Regions from separate parts of the Dromaius novaehollandiae genome. Here region 1 is linked to region 2. A link is a contact called in public Hi-C data. All regions are on one chromosome and are shown on one strand. The core of a region is the stretch at or near the end of the contact, and the rest is flanking DNA. Distances in the headings are between cores, read along the strand shown.

Region 1 (5,249 bases), core at 796-3,295, 85 kb after region 2:
ATATTTAACCAGATCCTTGGGAAAATCCTTGTTGTGCTAAAATTAGGAGTCAATGACCATAAATGACAAAAGTCTAAAACTAGGTAAAAGTAAAATCTGCAAAGTCAGTCTTCAGACTAGATTATCAGTCTTTATCCAACAATACACTGCCATCGTGTGGTTCAAAACATCAGCGACATGATTCTAATAAAATACGCTGATGCAAACTCTTACAATGTTTTCACAAATCTTTTATAGCTTTAACGTCTATTATTCTAGCAATGCATCAAATTTCTGTTTTCACAGTATTTATTAAAACTTCTTTATTCAAAAAAAGGAAACAAAGAATGTGATTCCCTTTTCAAATTAGAAAAGTTAAAAAATTTTTTCCATAAATTCTACAAAATGAACTGTATCTTGATTGCTTTGCTTTAATATCAGACTAATTCTAACATGGCCACTCTCCTATTTTTTTTTTAATTAATCCATAAAGAACGTGTTCGTGGAATAATTATATTATTATAACCCAGATATTCTGTTGAGACATCCTATGCGTACTTATCAATACTGAATTTACCAGTTCTGCTTATCACCACATAATAAATTTACTCTTCTTACTGGAAATAAGAAAACTTAAATATCCCACAGGCTAATCAGAATTAGTTCAAAAATCATCTAGCTGTAGCTAGACGCAATTTCAAAGTGATTGTATCTAAGTATTACCCATGTCCACTGTGTGTTTATACACATAACTTTATTGGATCTCATGTTCACAGTTGCTTCTTTGACCTGAGAAAGAGCAAATGGCTTCCTAAATATACCCCCAACCCTTTATCTTCTAACAGCACCTTGCTAACTTAACCCTAAGTGTTCACCTCTGGGTCCCAGTGGGTCAACCCACTGAAAGTCTCTCGTGGGTTTGTGTTGTCTGGATCAGAGCTCTGGTCTTAAATAGAGCTGCACCGGAAAATCTTAAATTTTAGGGGAAAGGAGTTTAAACAATTTTCACTGCACCCACTGACTGATCTTTCATCAGACAGTACAGTGAGACTATGCCTAGTCTCCCTCAGTCTATTACAGAAAAAAAAAAAAAAAAAAGAGAGCATAACATCCACGTGGGGCCAGCCACTTCCTCCCTTTGAAACACTCATGCAGAGTCCTGGCCAAACCAATACTATGCAGTTAGCAAAAAGTCACTCACTGTTTCTTTTCCTTCTTTGGAATCTTGTTTTTAAAAGCTAATCCTGTTTAAAAAATTCCACCAGGCTTCATAGTGCTAGGAAGTCAATGCTGGTTAGGAAACTTGGGAGTTGTAGCACTTTATCTGGGATGGTCCTTTTTAAGAATCTGACTTTAAAATGGTAAGTTGTCACAGGTAACCGCAAAGTGAACAACTCCAACATCATGCTTTAAAAAGCTTTTTTAAAATTTTAACCACAAAGATTGCAGTGGCATCTCTTAGGGACACTGAGCCTACTACTTTCAGTTTAGCAACAACTTGCATGGAGAAGAGGGCATTTAAAGCTCATATTAGGCATTTGCTATCATATGTTCATGGAAAAAAAGTCTTACTGCCCCAGTCATTAGTGCAGTTACATTATGTCCTGGAATGCAGTAGTAAATATTTTTCTGATCTAATGCTCACAGAAAATCAAAACTGCTTTTCTTCTTTCATGGTATCTTCTGGCAGCAAGTTTTATACGTTTTTATTTACATATATATGCATGTATGTTTATATATGTGTGTGTGTGTGTGTGTGTATACAAATCAAATTTATATTACCTTAATATATTCAGCTTCTTTTCAATTTTATAGCCATTAGCTGTCATACTGGGAGGACCAACGCATTGGAATATCCCATAGGCTGTTCAGTATGTTATGCAACATATACCCTACTATCTCACCTTATATTATCTCCTAAAAAACCACAGAATTTACAATAATTAGGACTATAAGAAAGTCTTTCAAAGTCCCTCATCCTTCTCATAACCTTCCTTTGGATGCTTCTCTTTCTCTATCACTTTTTGCATGAAGTGCATGCAACTGGACACAGTAATCCAGACGAGGGCGTGCTATTGCTTTGTATAATGACCTGGTATACCAGAGCTGCATCCAGTTATCTGTGGGGAGGGGATGGCAAGGAACCAGGACACTGCACAACAGTGTAAGACCAGCAGTGCATGTATCACACGCATGGAACAGGAGACAGTTGAGTAAACTAAGTAAACTGAGTAAACTAAGCTAAGACACCCTGCATCCACAATATTTTGGGTAGATCTGGGTGCTCAATACGATTTATCTTCAGAACACGGCTACACGCCTGGACCTCTGGGCTCCTTGGAACCTTTTTACTTGTGGGTGCTCTAACTCTGCTTGCAGCCTGTGCCCCAAGTCCTGTCTCCCCAGCACACCACAGACTTCACTTGGCAGTCTTTCACCTGCTCTTCTCCAAACCTGTCCAAGGAAATTGTCCCAGAGATCTCCTAAGATTTTGGGAATTTTTTTATCACTTCAGTTATAAGATAGCAATGTAAGATTTTGACCCTAGTCAATTATATGAACTGCTAAACATCAGTTGCTTCTGAGAATTTAGGCTAACTCCCTACAAACCCATGTTTGCCATGGAAACTGAGCCAATTTCTACCGGAAGACAGCTCCCATATCCCTTATGAAAAAGAATATTCCAAATTGGACCCCAGGCAATCATGCCATCATTAAAAACAGTTCTTTTGTAAACAGATACCAAAATGAAAAAGAAAATGCATCCTGACATATTATGATACTTTAGGGATAATCAACCAACATAAAAATCTTGCCACGGGATTTGGAACATTTTGTTCTAAAAGAAATGCCTGCAGACTCAGCACCTTCTGAAGAAGCTATGAAACTCACTTTACTAATTCTGTGTCTGGGGAAACCCTTAATAAATCATTCATGAAAGAAATCCTGCTGCTGAAGAAAAGTTCTCTTTTAATCCACACCTCTTATTGCAAGGAATTGTTTTATTAAATTTAACTTTTTTTTTTTTTTTTTTTTTTTTTTTTTTTTTACAATCAAGCAGTATTTTTGAAAAGGGAAAGGACTTGCCATAAAAAAAATGTTTTAGTAACTGCTGGGAGGAGCATGTGTTTGCTTAAAATGGAACAAAACAATTTCAAATCACTGGTTAAAATAAAAAAAATACAGGAAAAGTGTTTCAAGAAAATTATAATGCATATGAACATTGCAATACTTTAAGTATAAACTATTTATTATTTGTTATATAACCACATTATATGGAGCTATTTTTAATTTTTTAATTCTGTTACTCCATTTAGTAAGTATTTGATTGTCTGAAAGCTTGAAAAGTAAGTATTTGCTGGGATGACATTTATGTTTCTTATTACTTCTATGCTGTATTACTGAAGTCAGTGAGAGCTTTGCCATTGACTTTGAGTAAGAACTGAATTTTACAGCTCTAGTCAAAGAGAAGGATCTCAGATCATCTTGATGAAAGACAGACATTTTGAATGAATTGCTAAACACAAGTTTTGACAACTTCTGGTCAAATGACTATCTCGAGGCAGTTATCAAAAGAGTAGACAGTATCACATTCAGCTGTCCTAAAGATATACACTTCTACGTTTTCAAGGGTTTTTAAACATGAATTTCCTGTCTAATCTTTGAAGCATTACTGTGCATTGTTAAATAGTTATGACATTTCATTCCAGAAGACTTGCATTTCAACAGTGGAGATACTGATGTTGCATCTGCAACAGTGTTCGCAAAGTGCTTTGCCTTCCTTTCAGATGAGATATACTATAGAGTAAAGATGATCATGTTGACTGATGTAACACACGATAGAGCCAGCATATTCTGTTTCATTTGACCAATGAAAAATCATCATTCTTTCTACAATATTCAGCCAGTTCTGCAATTTTTCTCTCAACAGGAGACAAAATGTTAGGTTACAGAACCCGTAAAAATTCCCTGCTGGATCTCACAGAATCTGCAAGTCCCACCCCGCGGGGAATGCCACTTTCCGGCAGTCCCTACACATTCCCTGAAAGAGTTCAAATTCTTTACACCAATTGAACGCATTTCTCGTCTCGTTTGAATGGCAGACTGAATGGAGACACTTGAGAGTTCTTGGTTGCAGACATTCTAATTGATCTCTTGGCTGCAGTATACTGTAATTTGTATGGAAATATGCATTTCTCTGTGTAGGCTGTCCTGCAGTGGACTAAGCATAGTCATGTCACCTAACGAGAGCACTTTATGAACCATAATTTTCTCTGTTCAAATTATATCTCTCAACTTAGGAGGTACATGAAGAACCTTTCCATACACACACACACACAGGAGAGAACCTGTCAAAACACATAGCCTTGATAACATTGACTCAAAACCTGAACACTTAACAAGAGTTCTCTATGAAATAAAGGAGAAAGAAGCTAAAAAATTTGTTTTCCTAGACTGATGTAGCTTCCATACTGTCTGTAAAACAAATTTAGCTGTGACGTTTACAGTGCAGATCTCAGTAAGCTTGTAAGTTATGCAGGCAGAAACAGACTTCTAAGGATTGTTCTGCAAAAAGGGGGAACTGGCAGCACACAAAGCACTTCCCTTCCCACTCCCTGTGCTGCGGGATCTGGTGAATCCCCAGCTGTGCTATAAAGCAGACCTGTCAAGTCTCATGCACTGACTCATTCTTTTGTGTCACACACTGTCACTGCCAGCATTGCACATTTTTATATAGCAGTACCATGGCTTCTCCCCCACTTTTGGATCCCACACATCAGATGCAGGTGGTCAGTCTGATCTGTGATTATCTGACCAGCTGCATCTGATGTGAGGGTCAAGGAGCAAAAGAAAGGTCATGGTACTGCACTGCAGCTGGGGAGTGTGCTGTTTAGCGGGGCCCTATGCTGACAGGAGCGCTGCTAGAAGGCATGTTCCCCTCCTAAGGCTATGCACTGCAGGCCTTCAGCTCTCCAATGGCCGAACATATGCTTATTACCTAACCTTACACAGAAACATGGAATCTCACATGTCTGAACAGTAGAGACTTAAGAGGTCTGTATTATAGGTTTAGCTTTCTTATGAGATTTCTGCAAGAGAAAGCAATAGGATGAGACCCCAGAAATCTGGCTGATATTTCTTCAGAAAAAGTTTTTTTCGCCTTACCTTCTCCCTTATGCTATCTTTGTCAGTTCAGCCACATATAAAACCACCTGGATTCTTGTTTGCAATAAGGGCGATAAGGAAGTACCTACAGCGAAGGTAACATT
Region 2 (5,426 bases), core at 631-3,130:
GTTTTCATTTTACATCTTATATGCTATTATGGTTTTCTAGTTATCATCAGTAAGCTTTAAGAGTAATACTTAGATGACAGTGAAAAACAGCAGCACTGTTGTATTTCTCGACATCATGAGAGTTCTGTAGAGAATGTCTTAAAGAAATGGCGAGAGCAGTATGTTTTCAGTGTTGAGCATATTCCATTTCCCAGCTCTCTCATTCTGATTCATAGTGTCTCATAGAAAATAGGTAATTTCTTTTCGGTATTGTCTGAAGCCTTTCTGTCTTAACACCCAACAAATGGCCTATTCAAAACTACACAAACTTTGTGGAATTTGAGTAAAATCCCCAACAGTGGATTTCAACCCTAGGCACATACGGGCTCCCTCTAAGAAATACACAAGTGAACTAAAAACGCAGCAGCCTATTGTTTGAAAATCTGCATATGCTACACAGAGACCTGCAACCTCTAGGCGAAGGCTCTAGGTATCCACAGATCAAAACAGGTTTAAAAAATCTGATATGCGGCACATAAGAGTTGGTATCCCTTTTGCTCCGTTACGCATATGAAGGTGCATCCCAATGCAAGTATAACCATTTAGCCTTTCTCACTTTCTCACTTTTTATAGTGATTTTCACAAAAACAGTAACACCCAGAAACAAAATTTAGTTTTATTGTATTTTATTTGATATGTTTGAAGACACAAGAACACTCAGATACAATCCAGACAAGTTGTGAACAGCTCCAAACATCAGTGAAATCTGAACTTATCTTGCACAGAGGTGAACAAGACCACAATGGTTGGTTTTATAATATAGTTTAAGACTATTTTAAGCAGGTGAGTACTATGACATTATGCCCAACAACTTTTATACTATTCAGCCGCTTAAGCCACTTCGTATTATAAATATGCAGCCTATCTTGGCGATTAAATCTCTGCAATATACAATTAGCCTTCTCATAATAATGCATTAAAACTCCTGTATATATATACAGTGGTATAAATATACCAATATTACCTGTTGTAACCATCACTGCACATTTATCAGATTCTAGTACAATTAGTCATTCTATCACAATTAGCTGCTAACTTTCAGCCTGGAGCTATGTATGACCCACACTTGCAAGTTGCTGCTTAAGAAAAACTTCTGTCAAGGCTGCCTGTTTTGCCTAAGGATAGCATGCCTTTTCAACACTTACGCTGCGCAATGCCATCTGAAATCCCTACGGAAAAAATGCTCTGCAGGGAATATCCTGCTAAAGTTACAGAATTACTATTCTAAAAATGACTCATTTCCTAATAAATTTCATACTAGTTTTATAGCCTAACAACCTTCACTATTAAAATGGGCATCCATACACCACTTACCATGTAAAGTTGTTCAAAAGGGCTATAGACTACAGACCATAGCATAATATTCTACTTTCTTATTCTAATTCACTAGAGAGACAAGGTAATTTTCCACTCTTGGGTTTAAAGAGGCAATGAGGTCAGGTGGGAGTTTGCTCAATAGTTCCCTGTACTGCAAAGATAAGCTTGATAATGAGGAAGTGCAAAAATACGCAAAATCTTCACATTTTATAGTTACAGCAGAATCATTTAATTAACAAAACCCTGCTTGGATCCACATAGAATCTTATAAAAGGTGAATACAAAAGTGCAGAAAAACACTACTGTTCAAAAACTACACTTCTGAAGAGCTGCAGAAACTACTGTTACTGCTCACTGCAAAAAGGCTGAAAACAGCACAAAAATCATAAGCCACATGATCTGTAGTGGGCCTCCTCTTAGTGGGGGGGTTGCAGCCACGTAACCAAGATTTTACTAGACCAAGTAAGGCCACAAAAGTACTGGAAACAAGTCTGTGCACAATCAGACCCATTCAGTGAAATGCAAACATAGTGAAGCCTGCTTTTCTGTATGAACTTTGTGTGTGGGCACTAGTAGAGCAGTAGTCTCTACTGCGTCTGACCTGCAGCTACGATAAATCAGTGTTGCCTGGCTTCGGCAAGTATTTTTTTTTTAACCAGAGAAGATCCTTTAAAAAAAAAAACTGTTGAAGCTGTATATCCAGATAATACACTCTAAATTTTAACATGATTTTACAGGAGGATTCATCCATTATTATGATGAACTGTTAGAAATGAAGGGTGACCATTTGAAACAAAGAAATGAAAATCCCACCATGCACATACTAGTGCATCCATGTAATATGCTTAACTGGTATGACTTGCATTGCAGGAAGAATGTTGTATTCTCTGACACACCAACATTTCTGTCCTATTACTGTAAGATCAGCCTTTTACATTTCATATCTTACCATCTTTAAAAGCCTATAATTACAGAAGCTGATTGAAAAACTATGTTATTTAAAATTAACAGCTGAAAGAAATCAACAGAGGCAAAGAACATTTTTATACAAGAAAATAGCACTGTTGAAAGAGAGAGTCTGTACAATATTTAAATATTATATATACATGAAATTATATTGTTCATAACTCATCTTAAAATTTCTCTTGTTTGTAAACCATGGAAAGCAACACACAAAAAATTCTAATATTTAGCTTTTAAAGCAGTTAGCAGGCAGCAGGAAACTGAATGCTAGCAAGCACACTTTGTAATTACAGAAAGTATCCAGCCAGATACAGTGACTAGCATTCTCCATAGTCTTTTTTTTTTTTTTAATTAACTGAATGCAAACCAGATTTCTTTTTACATTTACTCAAGAATTCTGCAGGAGACACAAAATTCAAGAGCAAAATGCAGCCAGCCAGTTCTGCACTCTTTGCTGTGGCAAAACTCTAGGTTAAACACAGAAATCTGAAGTGCAGGATTGGAATGTAAATTAGTGAAACAATCGATAAAGCTTTCATTTCCCAAAAGTGTCAGTAATGGCTTTAACTCATGCTCAACTTATTAGAAAGGAAGCTTTAGTTTAACAATTAACACTGCAAAGTTTCAAAAATGTAATGAATTCCAGCAGGTAATCAGCTCTGTGTAAAAGCTTTGGAAGTGTCGGCATTTTTAGGGTGATTCTATAGATTAATATCAGTCTGAAAATTTGAATGGGGATTTGGATTTGCATTATAAGTTGTTGGTTCGTGGCAGATACAGATCCAAGGTTTCACAAGTTACCCACTCGTAGGATTTTGCAAAATAAAAACTGTGCCATTTGCAGAAGAAATTCTCCAGGTGAACATGCGTAAGAAAATATTTCTAGAAAGTTATTATTTGGTAAGCAAGATGTTACCGTGACCATCATTGTACTTCCCCTGTAGTATAGTTGTGTGCTCCCAGCCACGTAAGGAATGCTTTATCTACTTAATACTACTTGTAGTTTCGTGCTTTGGGCCTCTGTCTTCCACTTTAATGCACGTTAAACTCAACACGGAAATATATTTTCCATTATTAAAATGTTTGCTACTCAAAATAAACTATGATACTTTTGATCTGGACATTTTCTCCCTTTTAAGTTGTTTAAAACTTCCTGGACAGCCATTAGCTAACTGTATTTCCAATAATTAACACAGAGATTAACAAGTATAACCACTGGGAGAAGTGGTTGATAGACCAGATGGGTGTGCTGCCATTCAAAGGGCGGCTGGAGAAATGAGCAGAGAGGAACCTCATTAAGTTCAACAAAGGGAAGTGCAAAGTCCTGCATCTCGGGAGGAAAAACCCAATGCACCACTGTGGGCCAGGGGCTGACTGACTGGAAAGCATCTTGGCAGAGAAGGTCCTGGGGGTCTTGGTAGCAAGTTGAACATGAGCCAGCAACATTTCTGTCCTTGCAGGAAAGAAGGCTAACAGCATCCTGGGCTGCATTAGGAACAGCACTGCCAGCGTGTTGAAGGAGGTGATACTTTCCCTCTCCTCTGTTGAGGAGCACTGTTGAGGCCACATCTGGAGTTCTGGGTCCAGCTGGCCCCCCTAGTAAAAGAGAGACATGGACCTACTGGAGTAAGTTCAACAAAGGGCCACAAAATTGATTACGGGACTAGAGCATGTGACACACAAGGAGAAGCTGAGAGAGCTGGGACTGTTTACCCTGGAGAAGAGAAGGCTTGGGGGGATCTTACCAGTGTGTATAAATGCCTCATAAAAGGGAGTAAAGAAGATGGAGACAGAGTCTTCTCAGTGGTATCCAGTGAACAGAACAAGAGGCAATGGGCACAAACTGAAATACAAGAAATTCCATTTAAACAAAACTTTTTTTGGTGAGAGTGGTCAAACACTGGAACAGGTTACCTAGAAAGGCTGTGGAGTCTCCAACTCTGGTGATACTCAAAACCCAACTGGGCGGTGTCCAGAACAACCAGCTCTAGTTGACCTCGCTTTGAGCAGGTGGGTTGAACTAGTTGATCTATGGAGGTCCCCTCCAGCCTCAGCTATTATGTGATTCTGTGATTTCAGATGGAGACTAATAAAAGTAAGTTTAAAATAGCCTTAAAATGAAAATAGCTGTGTTCTTAATAATTTTCCAAAGTGTAAATGAGAGCAGTGCTAGCTGTTCAGTTCCAAAGCTAGCTCGAAGAGCTGTTAACAACAAAGGCTTTATTTTCAAATTAGAGCAGTTAATATTAGGCTCCCAATATGTATATATATTTTAAATCTAAATTTAAGGATTTCAAGGATTTTATTTTCAGTGGAATCTCAGAAATTAAGAAACTCAGTTTCTATTTGGTTAAGTACATGGCTTTCAGCACTTAAAATTTTCAAAGTACAGGGCAAAATCAAGAGAACAAAAGAAGACTGTAAGCTAGTAATTTTTTCAGAGGATGGTGCTGTTCAAACAGATAATCCCTACAACCACCCTGTGAATTGGTGAGTGTTTCTTGGGAGGAAGAAAAGGAAGAAGGGCACAATGAAGACATAATAATTTTGTATTTTTTAACTAATCTTTAACACCCAACAACAATCAGTATTACTTAAAAAAGGTGGGGCTTTAAGCATGCTTGAGCAACTCAGGAACTTTTACTACCTCTGGAACTTTTGCTCCCCAAACTTTTAAAGGGTCTTTTAAGATCCAGCATTTGGTCATCCAAGGTCACAAATATGACATATCCCTACCTACTGGCTGTTCTCATCTAGCCTGCTGAAATTCAAGTTGATTACATGATATATGAAAGTCAAAAAATGAAATAGTGGAAGAACAGTCTCACAAACAGGCCATGGTGGGGAAAATGGACTGCTAGTAGTTTAAGAAATCAATACCAACTTTGACACTTTTAGAGGTGGCAACATCAATGGCTATGGCTTTGATTTCAGTGTCCCCAAACTGCATGACTGTTTTGATCTCCCGTCGGTTTGGCACTGAAGCATCAGTTCCCGTGAGATCCAGGCGAAGGGTGCCACACTTTTTCACTCCAGATTCAGTGATGAAACTGACATTATCTTGTTCTGAGCTGTAGATATTGATCACTATTACTAACTGAGAAGGT

Evidence for each region. Hi-C and Micro-C count contacts between places; a contact is called where the count stands out from the background.
Region 1: a contact with region 2 is called in a Hi-C map of liver, with 4 times the contacts expected there. The contact joins two enhancer-like sites. A contact is called at or near these places in 3 of 4 Hi-C or Micro-C datasets (brain, liver and ovary).

What each region holds. Positions count from the first base shown.
Region 1 is chr6:40,753,841-40,759,089 of bDroNov1.hap1, forward strand. No RefSeq gene overlaps it. Among named protein-coding and RNA genes, the nearest start is that of HSPA12A, 22 kb to the left of the region's middle. Within about 2 kb of position 2,046, at least 1 of the 2 cell types and tissues checked has open chromatin away from gene starts, as enhancers often do.
Region 2 is chr6:40,668,576-40,674,001 of bDroNov1.hap1, forward strand. HSPA12A (heat shock protein family A (Hsp70) member 12A) reads right to left here. Exons shown (of 12, transcript XM_026096195.2): 12 at 649-5,426. The coding sequence ends at 5,177. Among named protein-coding and RNA genes, the nearest start is that of HSPA12A, 63 kb to the right of the region's middle. Within about 2 kb of position 1,881, at least 1 of the 2 cell types and tissues checked has open chromatin away from gene starts, as enhancers often do.